Regions from separate parts of the Mus musculus genome. Here region 1 is linked to region 2. The links are chromatin contacts, called in public promoter capture Hi-C maps. All regions are on one chromosome and are shown on one strand. Each heading gives the region's core, a stretch centred on a gene start, on an enhancer-like site or on the middle of the called end of the contact. The rest is flanking DNA. Distances are from core to core; before and after follow the strand shown.

Region 1 (5,273 bases), core at 900-3,399, 2.1 Mb before region 2:
GGAAACTAAACTGAAGCTGAAAGGCCTGAGATGGAAGATCAAGGCTGCCCTGTCCGCAGCTGTAACCTAGAACAAATTCCCTCAAAGGAGCTTCAGCTTGCACAGAGGGCTTTCCTGATTCCCCTCCCCTTGGGAAATTATTTTCTGATTCTGAGTTCTCTGATGCTGTGCTATAGCTCTCTGCGGAACCTTCCCCACTCTCACTTGTATTTTGAATATTATTTTATTCCAACTTAATCCACGAAAAAAGTCTTCAAGTCCTTCAGGGGCAATGCCCACACTGACGGCATCCTACACTCATACAGAGCACCAGTAAGGGGCACAGACCATAGAGAAGCATGCTCATCTTTTGTGTGGGTGAAGGGCAACAAGAGATTTACTGGGTGGTGGAGGGTCACTTGCTATGGCAAGTGCTCTTTATTATGTTTCTCTTTTATTTAGTTAGTTACATTGGTTTGGGCTTTTTGCTTGTTTGTTTTGTTTTGTTTTCTGAGACAGTCTCATTACATATGTAATCCAGCAGTGTAGGACACCAGATGTTTCAGGCATTATTTTATTTAATGTTTGCAATGTTTTTGTTTTGTTTTGTTTGTTTTTAGAAAGATACTTGCTCTCCTCATTTTACAGCTATGGAAATTGGGAATGAGAGAGGCTAAGTTGTGATGGAGAGTTTTCTTGACAGAAGGAAAATGGTTGAGCTATTAAGGTGATACATTATGTATGCCCAAATTCACCCAAGATAAACAGATGGGGTGCCATAGCAGTGACTCAAGTAGATAGAAAGAAAAATGCTTATAGTGGGGACAGTGTGGGAAGATTTCACAGCCTTTATCAAGCTTGGACTGCAAGCTGGGACAGGCCCAATAGTTGAAGATAAGAACATGAAGGAAAGCTAAGTTTTCCCTGCAACCAGCTGGCTTTTCCCATAGCCTCGGGCAGCTCAGGGATTTCTCATTCCCAGCATAAACCCTGGAAGACTCTATTTACAGTTTTACAAATTAAAGCCATAAAAACAAATTTTAATTAGCAATCTTATGTCAGCATTGACACTTACAACAGCATGTGATGTTTAATAATAGTGTATAATTCTAGTTGAGTTTTTTAAGTGTCAAAGTCCTGCTTGAAGTGCTTTTCCTGCATTCTCTCATGTAGTACTCCCCAGATTGTATAACAGTTTTGTCACAGAGAAGATGAGAGTCTCCATTCCAGACAAGAGAATAGATTTCTCTTATGCTGTATTTTTAAGATTTTTTTTATCACTGTTAATTACATGTATGTGTGTATGACTGTGTGTGGTTGTGTGTGTATGAGTTCAGGTGCCAAAGCAGGCTAGAAGCGTTGAATTCCTGGAACCTAGGGTTACAGATGGATGGGAGTGCCTGGCTTGGTACTGGACACTGCAAGGGCACTGTGTGCTTAAGTGCTAACCCACAGCTCCATGTCCCACACCTGGGAATAAAAAGAAAAACACATTCTCATAATATTTCTGTCTTTAAAGAAACAAAATTTCTTACTACAGATGGCCCTAGGAAACTCTTTTCTTCTTCTTCTTCTTCTTCTTCTTCTTCTTCTTCTTCTTCTTCTTCTTCTTCTTCTTCTTCTTCTTCTTCTTCTTCTTCTTCTTCTTCTTCCTCTTCTTCTTCTTCTTCTGTTGTTTCTGGCTTTTCTTTTTAAAAGGGTCTACTCCATGTGTAACACAGCAATATAAGGCCCCATGCCCTGCTTCAGGAGTTATTACATTTAATCTTCACAACATTCCTTTTTAAAGACCTCATTGACCTCGTTTTGAGTCAGAAAAATTGAGGCTGAGAGAGAAGTTATACTCAGAAAAATAATCTCTTGCTAACAAAATATTTAAAATCTAGTAAGAAGATGTGTTATGTTGGTAAGATGAGCTTAAGCAACAAGACAGAGTACAACAGTGACTCGGGAAAGGTAAAAAACTTTAAGATACTCCAAGAAAAATAATGTGGGAGGATCTTACAGATAAGGTACATCAAGCCTGGGCTGGCACAGTGGAATACTGTCAACAGTTGGAGAAAAGGAAAGTCCCAAGAGATATCAGCATTTCTATCAAATTATGCAAATATTCTGGCCGTGATTCAAATTCCCGAGCGAGGCACACACATAAATGCCCTTCTGTGCTGCTCCTTCTCACTGGAGCAGTGCGACCATGGTGCCAGGGCTGCAGGTCCTTCTGTTCCTCACCCTGCATCTCCTGCAGAACACAGAGAGCTCCATGGTGCATCTCAACAGCAATGGATACGAGGGTGTGGTCATTGCCATTAACCCCAGTGTGCCAGAGGACGAAAGGCTCATCCCAAGCATAAAGGTAAGAAGGGGTTTTATTGTCAGGTCAATAATTCTGTTGCCTGCACATCCAAACTCACACACACAGTTACACACTCACACACACAGTTACACACTCACACACACGGTTTTACCCTCCCAAGGGGCGCTTTGACCGTCTTCATCATGCCTGCAGTATTATCTTCAGTCATGATGGGAATCTGCCTAGCATTATATTTTATTATATAATAAAATCTGTGTTTAACCTGTTAATAATTTATTAACTTGATAAGGTAAGAGACTTCAGAAGAAGAAGAGTTCTCACACTTTATCTTAGTAATGTTGGTTTACACAGTCTATACAGCAAATGTCCTGCCCACTCCTCCAGCTGCTCCTACGTGCTCAACTTTGGAAAACCGAAAATCCTTACCTATCTTACCTTGAAGGAAAACTTACACATGCTTAAAGCTGATGTGTTTCTAATTGCACTTGTTTAATAAAAATGTTTGCATCCTGTGTACTTTGTCCATAGGTCCTTGCAACATCTCCATGCAGTGCTTAGGAGCAGAAGGCTGGGTTCCTCTAAAAATTGAATGAATTATTTGTAGGATTGTAGCAAGTAGCAGGCAGAAGCAAACCAGTCTTATTTGTCTTTATTATTAGCTCTTGAGCCATGCCAGAGTGACTCAATGGGTTATAAATATAGCTGTGTATACATATGTGTAACAATAATAATTGAAGATGAGGTCGTGAATTTGTTAGGGAGAGTGAGGGTTGTGGGAGGAATGGGGGAAGGGTGTAGACACATTCGTATATAAAGTTTACCCAAAAAATGTGTGTTTTTTTAATAATCTGGTCATTTATTTATATGCTCTACTTGGGCAGTAACTCAAAATAAAACAAAAGCAATTTTAATTAACATAGAATATAATAATTACCAGACCTTAAGTTCCCTGTGAGTTTGAACAATGCAATTGTAAAAAAAATTGATTAACACACCACTTGCCTGCAGACTTCTGACTTTCATCCCTGTTATGCCTCACGTCGCATCTCCAATCCAACTGCCACCTGGAGGGGTGGGCAGGTGAAGGTCAGGGTTAGCTTTGGGCATGTGGAAATGAGTTTACGGATCCAAGAGATTCAGTTAAATGTATCCCAGTTTTTCAGTTACTCTGTGCACACACACTTGAGGAAGAGGAGCCTCCGTTTGCTTCTTCTGGTTTATGTATAGATGATTTATGCTCAGTTTGTTTCGAGATTGCTACCACAATGCACTTTTCATTTTCTCAGGAAATGGTAACTCAAGCTTCTACCTACCTGTTTGAAGCCAGCCAAGGAAGAGTTTATTTCAGGAACATAAGCATATTAGTCCCGATGACCTGGAAGTCAAAATCTGAGTACTTAATGCCAAAACGAGAATCGTACGACAAAGTAGGTTTCCTGTCCAGCTCCTAAACTGTTTCTTGTGGGTTTCCAAATGAATGTTTACAAGGTTTGATAATTGTTAACCATTAAGTTAGTAATAAGTATTAAAACTTTTTGTTGCTTTTGTGTGCTTGTGTGTACATCTGTGTGGACTATGTGTACACATTCACATGTTTGTGTATGTGTGTGGAAGCACACACATGCTCTCCCCAAGTGTGTGTGTGTGTGTGTGTGTGTGTGTGTGTGTGTGTGTGTGTGATCATGTAGGAGTCAGAGGTTAATATTAGGTGGTTTCCTCTATTTGCTTTGGACCTTTAACTTTTAAAGACAAGGTCTGTTACTGAACCTGAGAGTCATCAATTTGGGTAGGCTAGCTAGAGAACAATCTCTGGTAGTCTGTCTGTCTCTACCACTTCTCCAGTGGGGTTACAAACACACGTCACCATGCCCAGCTTTTGAGTGGGTATTGGGACCGAAACTCCCGTTCTTGTGCATAAACAGAAAGCACTTTACCCACGGAGCCCTCTACTCAACCCTAACTTTTATCACTTAAGTGAGACAGTCCTTGTTTGTAAAATCTCTTGATTCTAACATTTTGGAATCTGACTGGGTTTGCTGTTCTGCACTTTAGGCAGACGTCATAGTTGCGGATCCTCACCTGCAACATGGAGACGACCCCTACACCCTTCAGTATGGACAGTGTGGGGACAGAGGACAGTACATACACTTCACTCCAAACTTCCTACTCACTGATAACTTGCGTATCTATGGACCCCGAGGTAAAAATAACTACTTTATACTTCTTATTTCCACTGGGGAAAAGCAAACCACTACATTAATGTGGATTTCTAAGACTTTAAGAAAATTAAGCCTTCACTAACACCTGCGTTTGAAACTATGATAGTTATATCCCACCTATTTGTGCATTCAAATTAATACATAAAACGGGTCACTTGTTATAACAAGCATATTCAAATTTTTCAACTATTAAAAGTTATCAATTTCTTAGAGTTTGTAACGATTTCAATTTGGGAAATAGACAAAGCGATTAAAAATAAAAGGAAACTGTATTCAAATACTTAAACTTCAGTTTTGTAGATGACAGTCTTCTCTCTCAGGCAGAGTCTTTGTCCATGAGTGGGCCCATCTCCGGTGGGGAGTATTTGATGAGTATAACGTGGACCGGCCTTTCTACATTTCTAGAAAGAACACTATAGAAGCAACAAGGTATCACTGTGAATTTTCCAATTCTACAATTTCTTGCCTGAGGGTCTTCTGCTGTCTGTTCTGGGCAGTTCAAGTGACAGGATGTTTAGACAGTTCACACAGTATTGACACTGTACCATTTTGTACTAATACATATTCAATTAGTTCTGGTGTCCCTGCCTTGGAATGAAGATAATCAAATATAGGGACCTAACTCAGTACTCACCGGATTTTTTTCAAATATCATTTATTGATAGCAGAAAAATGTAATAGCTAAGTCCAAAGACATCAACAAATTGCAACTTAATCCTACCGACATTTCCAATATTATTTTACACTTTGATTTCTTCATG
Region 2 (5,394 bases), core at 2,111-4,610:
GAGGCTAGGATAAGTGACTAATAAGTGCAAAGATACTACTGTAAGAATGTAACGATGACATCCGTTATAGCATGTTAATCTAAGAAACTAACTTAAATAGAACAATATAACTTTAAAGCTATCACATTAATTTAGATTTATGATACTATTAACATTAATACTTTTCTTTTTCTTTTCTTTTTATCTGTAGTCCTGTTGGCCTCAAACCCACTATACAGCCCAGGCTGGTGTAAAACTAGGAGTACTCCTCTTGCTTCAGCTTCCTGAAGTGGTGAAATCTCAGGGATGTGCCACAAGGCCCAGCTCATGATATTTTTAACTTTCTTACTTATTTTATCTCAAACAATAAAACAGTTTGAGGAACTTGATTAACCTTAAATGATTTGAGAAAACAAGCTTTTAAAAGTAACAAAGATTCTCAGCAAAATCTTACAAGTTCTCCAAAGGGTGAGTGTTCTTTTAAAATTCACTTACACGATACAATAAACGGTTATATATTACAGTCATGGAAAGCACACACCTAAAACACAAAATCAACTGTTCTTATAGTTAACTATGCTTCTGTGGTTTTGGATCAAGTTTCTCCTGCTAGCTAGTACGATTCAAAATGTTTTAACAACCACATTGTGTTTTATTGACTTATTTTTAAGGATATATTTATTTTTGTCTTATAGGTGTTTTCCCTGCGCGTGTGCAGGTGTACTGCCTGAATGGTTAGTTCCCAGGGATACTTTGGAACTAGTTACCATGTGGGTGCAGGTCTTCTGCAGAAGCAACAAGTGCCCTTCACCACAGGTCTCTCTCCCTAACTACCAACAACTAAGTCACATGGAAAACTGATTTTTAAAAAATTCACTAAATAATCACAGATTTATTTACTTCATTAAAACATATCCTGGAGTCTTCTAATTGGAAAAATGAGAGAGGACAGGAACTGCTTTATACTTGTTCTGCAAACTTGTTAGAAAAAAATAAATCTTAAAAAAATAAAGTATTTCATAAAAATCAAAAAGCTGCAGAAATAAAGTAAAATGTTAGCAAAATAAGAGTGGCTCTCAATAAACAAAGCAGGAAATTAACCTAACAGTATGTTAAGGATTAACATAGTTTGGCACTACTAACAAGTCTATCAAGCCAGCTGTGATGGGACATGTCAGTATTCAGGAAGCAGAAATAGCTAGGCATGCTACCTAGTCAAAGCTACCCTAGGAACTATACATCGACTAGAGTGAGGCTGTCTCAACAGATGGATGGATGGATGGATGGATGGATGGATGGATGGATGGAATAGTAGGCCGAGGGGCTGGGAATCACTGTCAGCAGATAACTGTACATAGGAGTTCCAAGGCAGCTGACACTACAGCCTCAAAGACAAAAGTAGGTAAAGAGGCTGAGAATGGAGCTTAGTGGAAGATGCGTGCCTAGTATATATAAGTCCTGGTTTCAATCCCTAACATTTAAAAGAGGGAAACATGAAAAACTTTGCAGAGTATTTAAATGATACCGCCTTAAACATTATTTATTTATTTATCCAAATTATTTAAATATGAACATTTTGTCTGCATGTATGTCTTAGTGCCTACAGAGACAGAAGAGATGCCCTGGAATTGAGTTAGGAGTTCATGAGTTGCCATGTGGGTGCTGGAAAAGCACCCAGTGTTCCTAACCATGGAGCCCCCTCCCCCGCCCATAAACATTTTGAATGCTCAATGTGCACAACATCCTAAAAGATAGGCACAATCTTCATTTTACAGATCGCAGCCAAAAAGTTATTTACTGACGTCGGAATAAAGAGTGGGCATCAATCTGGACATGTTCTCTTCGAGAACACCAACCAGTGCCAATGCTTAGTGCCTACATGCCGCCCTCAAGGTATGACAAACTCTCAGGCAACTTCTCTCTATTCACACTGCTGGCAAAACTTGATAGCAACAGGAATGACACAGACTTAAGAGCTGGATGAGGGCCGGGCAGATCTACAACCCCACAGTTTTCAAGGTGGAGACAGAAGATTCGAGACCACTAACTCAAAATCAAACACTAGCTGTCCAGAAAAGAAATTAATTTCAAGGGATTTTTTTAAGTGAAGAAAAGTTTAAAAACTGTAACCAGTGATTTTACTATGTGTACTATTTAAACACTACAACTTGTGTTTCAAGAATACAGGAGTTCCTTTTCCCTAAGATGGTAAGCTGTGCCTACATATGAACACATCACCCATGGGAAATTTCAATAGTATTTGGGGAAGCTGAAGGTTCCTATGTCGCTACAAGGAAGCCTTACGTGACAAAACCACACCCAGATGGAATGATTAAATCATAATTAATCTAATTAAATCATAAAATCAGTAAACAAGATTGCCCATTGCTTCCACGCAAGAAGTTCACGAGGCTTCCTATGCCCACCTCCCACTTTTTATAATAAACAGCAGACTTGGAGGTTCCCAGAAAGGCCAAGTTTCTGTAAATAATGGCTTCCCCCGGTGACGTTTACCAATTCCACACATAGTAACCACCTCCGAAAAAAAAAAAAAAGTGCCAAAAGAACAGAACTTAATTTGATACTTTCTGTACATTCTGTGTTAACTGGAGACCAGTGGACGGATAATCAGAATAGGTATAGTGGCCCGCGAAAGGTCAACACGCTGGCATGACTCAGTTTACACATATGCCAGTATACTAATATCTACCTCATAGTGGTTACAAGAGATATAATTAGGGTCTGCAAAGCATTTTGGAGGTCACAAGATTAAAGGCTGTCTCTGCGGTCACAACACGCATTTCCTGTAGATATTAAGCAAACTACGTTTTAAAAATACATTTAAAATGACTTCCAGCATATGTAATTAATTTTCTGCAGACAGCATCTCCTTCAGAGTACGCAATGATACTTTTCGGGGTGGGGACAGGGGGTCTTTTAGGAGAATGAATCAAGTCTCCGTATGTGCTTTCGTTTCCACTTCTGGGGGGGCCATTGGGCTAGCGACCCTTTGCCACCAGACAACCAATGCTGACGTTTCTCAACTTTGCGGTTGTCAGATCGATAGGGACCTGGAACGTCGCTTTTCCAGCTCTTCGGAAACGGGGTTTCAGCCCCCTCCGGCTGGATGGGCCGTAAGGGAGAAAATACACAGAAAACATCAACATGACACAAAGACGGTTGAAGGGTCCGGAGACGGAGGCCGGGGCCGTGCGGATCCGCAGGGTCAAACCCGGGCGGCGATGACTCAGGTGGGTAAGGGACACCCGCGGCGGCCTTCTGGAGGAACCTGGGCCCCGCGATGCCCTGCTCCACTCGCTCCGAGGCCGTTGCACTCACCGGCTGGTCGACGCCATCTTCGCGGCTCCGCCAACAGCTCCGTCCGAAGCAGGAAGCAGCACTGGCTCCTAGACGCCCCGAGCCGGGCTTTTATGCGCGAGTCGCTCGCGCGCACTCCGCGCGGCTACGGGTCGGGAGGAGGGCTAAAAAGCGCTCGGTCCTTGACGACGCGGGCTGTGTACTTCCTGGTTGTCTCCGCTGCTGCTGCGTGGCTCCCGGCTGCTGGTTGATTGGCAAAATCTTCAAAGCCTGGCGGGATAGCACACCCCTTTGATCTCCGGAGGCAGAGGCTGGAGGATCTCTGTGAGTTTAGAGGAACCTGATCCACACAGGGTGCTCCAGAACAGCCAGGAGGAGGGAGAGAGAGATAAAGAGAGAGAGACAGACAGACAGACAGACACAGACACACACAGTCTCAAACAAATCAAAACAAAAAATCAACCCAAGAAGACTCAGAATGTGCTGCGCCTGAGCTAGCTCTCAAACAGAGGAAATTAAAATGGGAGTTGCCTCCTCGGGTGATACTCTCAAGTATTCCTGCACCAAGAAGGTAGGAGGATCTGGAGTTAGACCTCGTCTCAAACAAAAAACACCTTTAAATAAACAAACACACAAAATAACCAACACACAAGGAAACCAGGTTGGTTGAAAGGGGCAAAGCGCTCGCACCAAATTCCTTTCCTTTATTTTCAAGTCAGTTTTCCCTATCTGATTGAATGTCTCATTTGCCCTGACTAAAGAATTTGGAATAAAAAGAGAAATTAGTTGTTGTCTTCAGGAGTAGGTATCAATTCAAGCTCTGTCATTGGCCAACATGATTCAAAGTTCCTACATGTCCTTTATCTCAACAGTGTAGGCATGGAGGGTATCTGGCTCACAAACCCTTCTAGAATTGCAAGAGACAGCCCTGCTATGACCCATGTTGTTGTTGTTCCCCAATCATCATCGAATATTTGACTGAAAACCGAGTATAGGAAATGTAATAAAACAGCTAACGTCTATACAAGGGCCTCACAAGGCAGGTCTTGGGGGTCACCCTTGTAATTCTAGAAGTTAGGGTGCAGAGGTGGGAGGTCATGAATCCCAAGCCAGCCTGACCTGCAGAACAAGACCTTGTCTCAGCTCCCGTCCTCTTACCTTAAGGCAACAGTGCTACTTTCTTGTAAATAAACCATTCCCAACAAAGTCTGAATTAAGGTAACTGCAAGTTGGGTGTCTTCCACTGAGATGAAAACTCAGTAAGCATTTTATTTGTTAATGGAAATCAAATGCCATTAAGCAGACATTTGTTGAAGTGGGAATTTCTGGTTTTGTTAGGGACTCAGTTGTATCATGTGATGTTTTTCTGGAAACTGTCTTATGTAACGGTGTTTTGCCGAGAACAGGCGCAGGGTGTTTTTCTGAAAACTGCCTAGTGAAAGGGCGTGTGATGTTTTGCTACGGCGGATGCTTGAGGGGACATATGTTTGGAAAGAGCATAAGTATAACCCAACAGACGGCGGACAGTGCTCCTGCAATTGGTTCGCCTTGCTTGATTCGCTGATCTTAGCTTGTTGTGACTTCATAGTGAAAAATGCACCAAAGAACTTATGGTGGTGTTCCAGCGGCTTCTTCCTGCTTCTGTGGACTTGTGCTGATAGGTCGAACCTCATGGTTTCCTCTGGACCTAGCGGCTGCTATGGATTTATGTTTGCCATGTATACTGGACTGGTGTACTGGACTGCTGTTGCTGATTTGGTAGTTTGCTAGTAGACCAGACTGCTGACAACAGAGATTTGAATAGCTCCAAAGAACCATTTCTAAGCATGTCCACAACCCCTATTTCCTATTAACCTTTCTTTTTCCCTAACTCTGGTGGATGCTGGACTACAACAGAGGTTGAAGTCTTAAAGAACCATAATTAAAGAAGGTTTTGAAAACTCTAAGCCTACCCATTCTTTTCAGTATTCTTTTGTTTTTTGTTTTGTTGTTTGTTTGTTTGTTTGTTTGAAAACAGAAATTCTCTGTAGCCTTGGCTGTCCTGGAACTCTGTAGACCAGGCTGGCCACTGAGTCAGAAATCTACCTACCTCTGCCT

What was found. Promoter capture Hi-C pulls out the DNA fragments that hold promoters and counts their contacts.
Region 1: a promoter capture Hi-C map of hippocampal neurons shows a contact between it and region 2, with 4 times the contacts expected there. The contact joins the promoter of Clca3a2 here to the promoter of Gtf2b in region 2. A contact is called at or near these places in 1 of 39 promoter capture datasets (hippocampal neurons) and 1 of 115 datasets of contacts at active chromatin or transcription factors (astrocytes).

Annotation. Positions count from the first base shown.
Region 1 is chr3:144,816,370-144,821,642 of GRCm38.p6, reverse strand. It overlaps Clca3a2 (chloride channel accessory 3A2), which reads left to right and starts at 2,149. Exons shown (of 14, transcript NM_030601.3): 1 at 2,149-2,332; 2 at 3,580-3,720; 3 at 4,346-4,493; 4 at 4,833-4,941. The coding sequence starts at 2,174.
Region 2 is chr3:142,763,213-142,768,606 of GRCm38.p6, reverse strand. It overlaps Gtf2b (general transcription factor IIB), which reads right to left and starts at 3,360. Exons shown (of 7, transcript NM_145546.1): 1 at 3,319-3,360. The coding sequence starts at 3,335.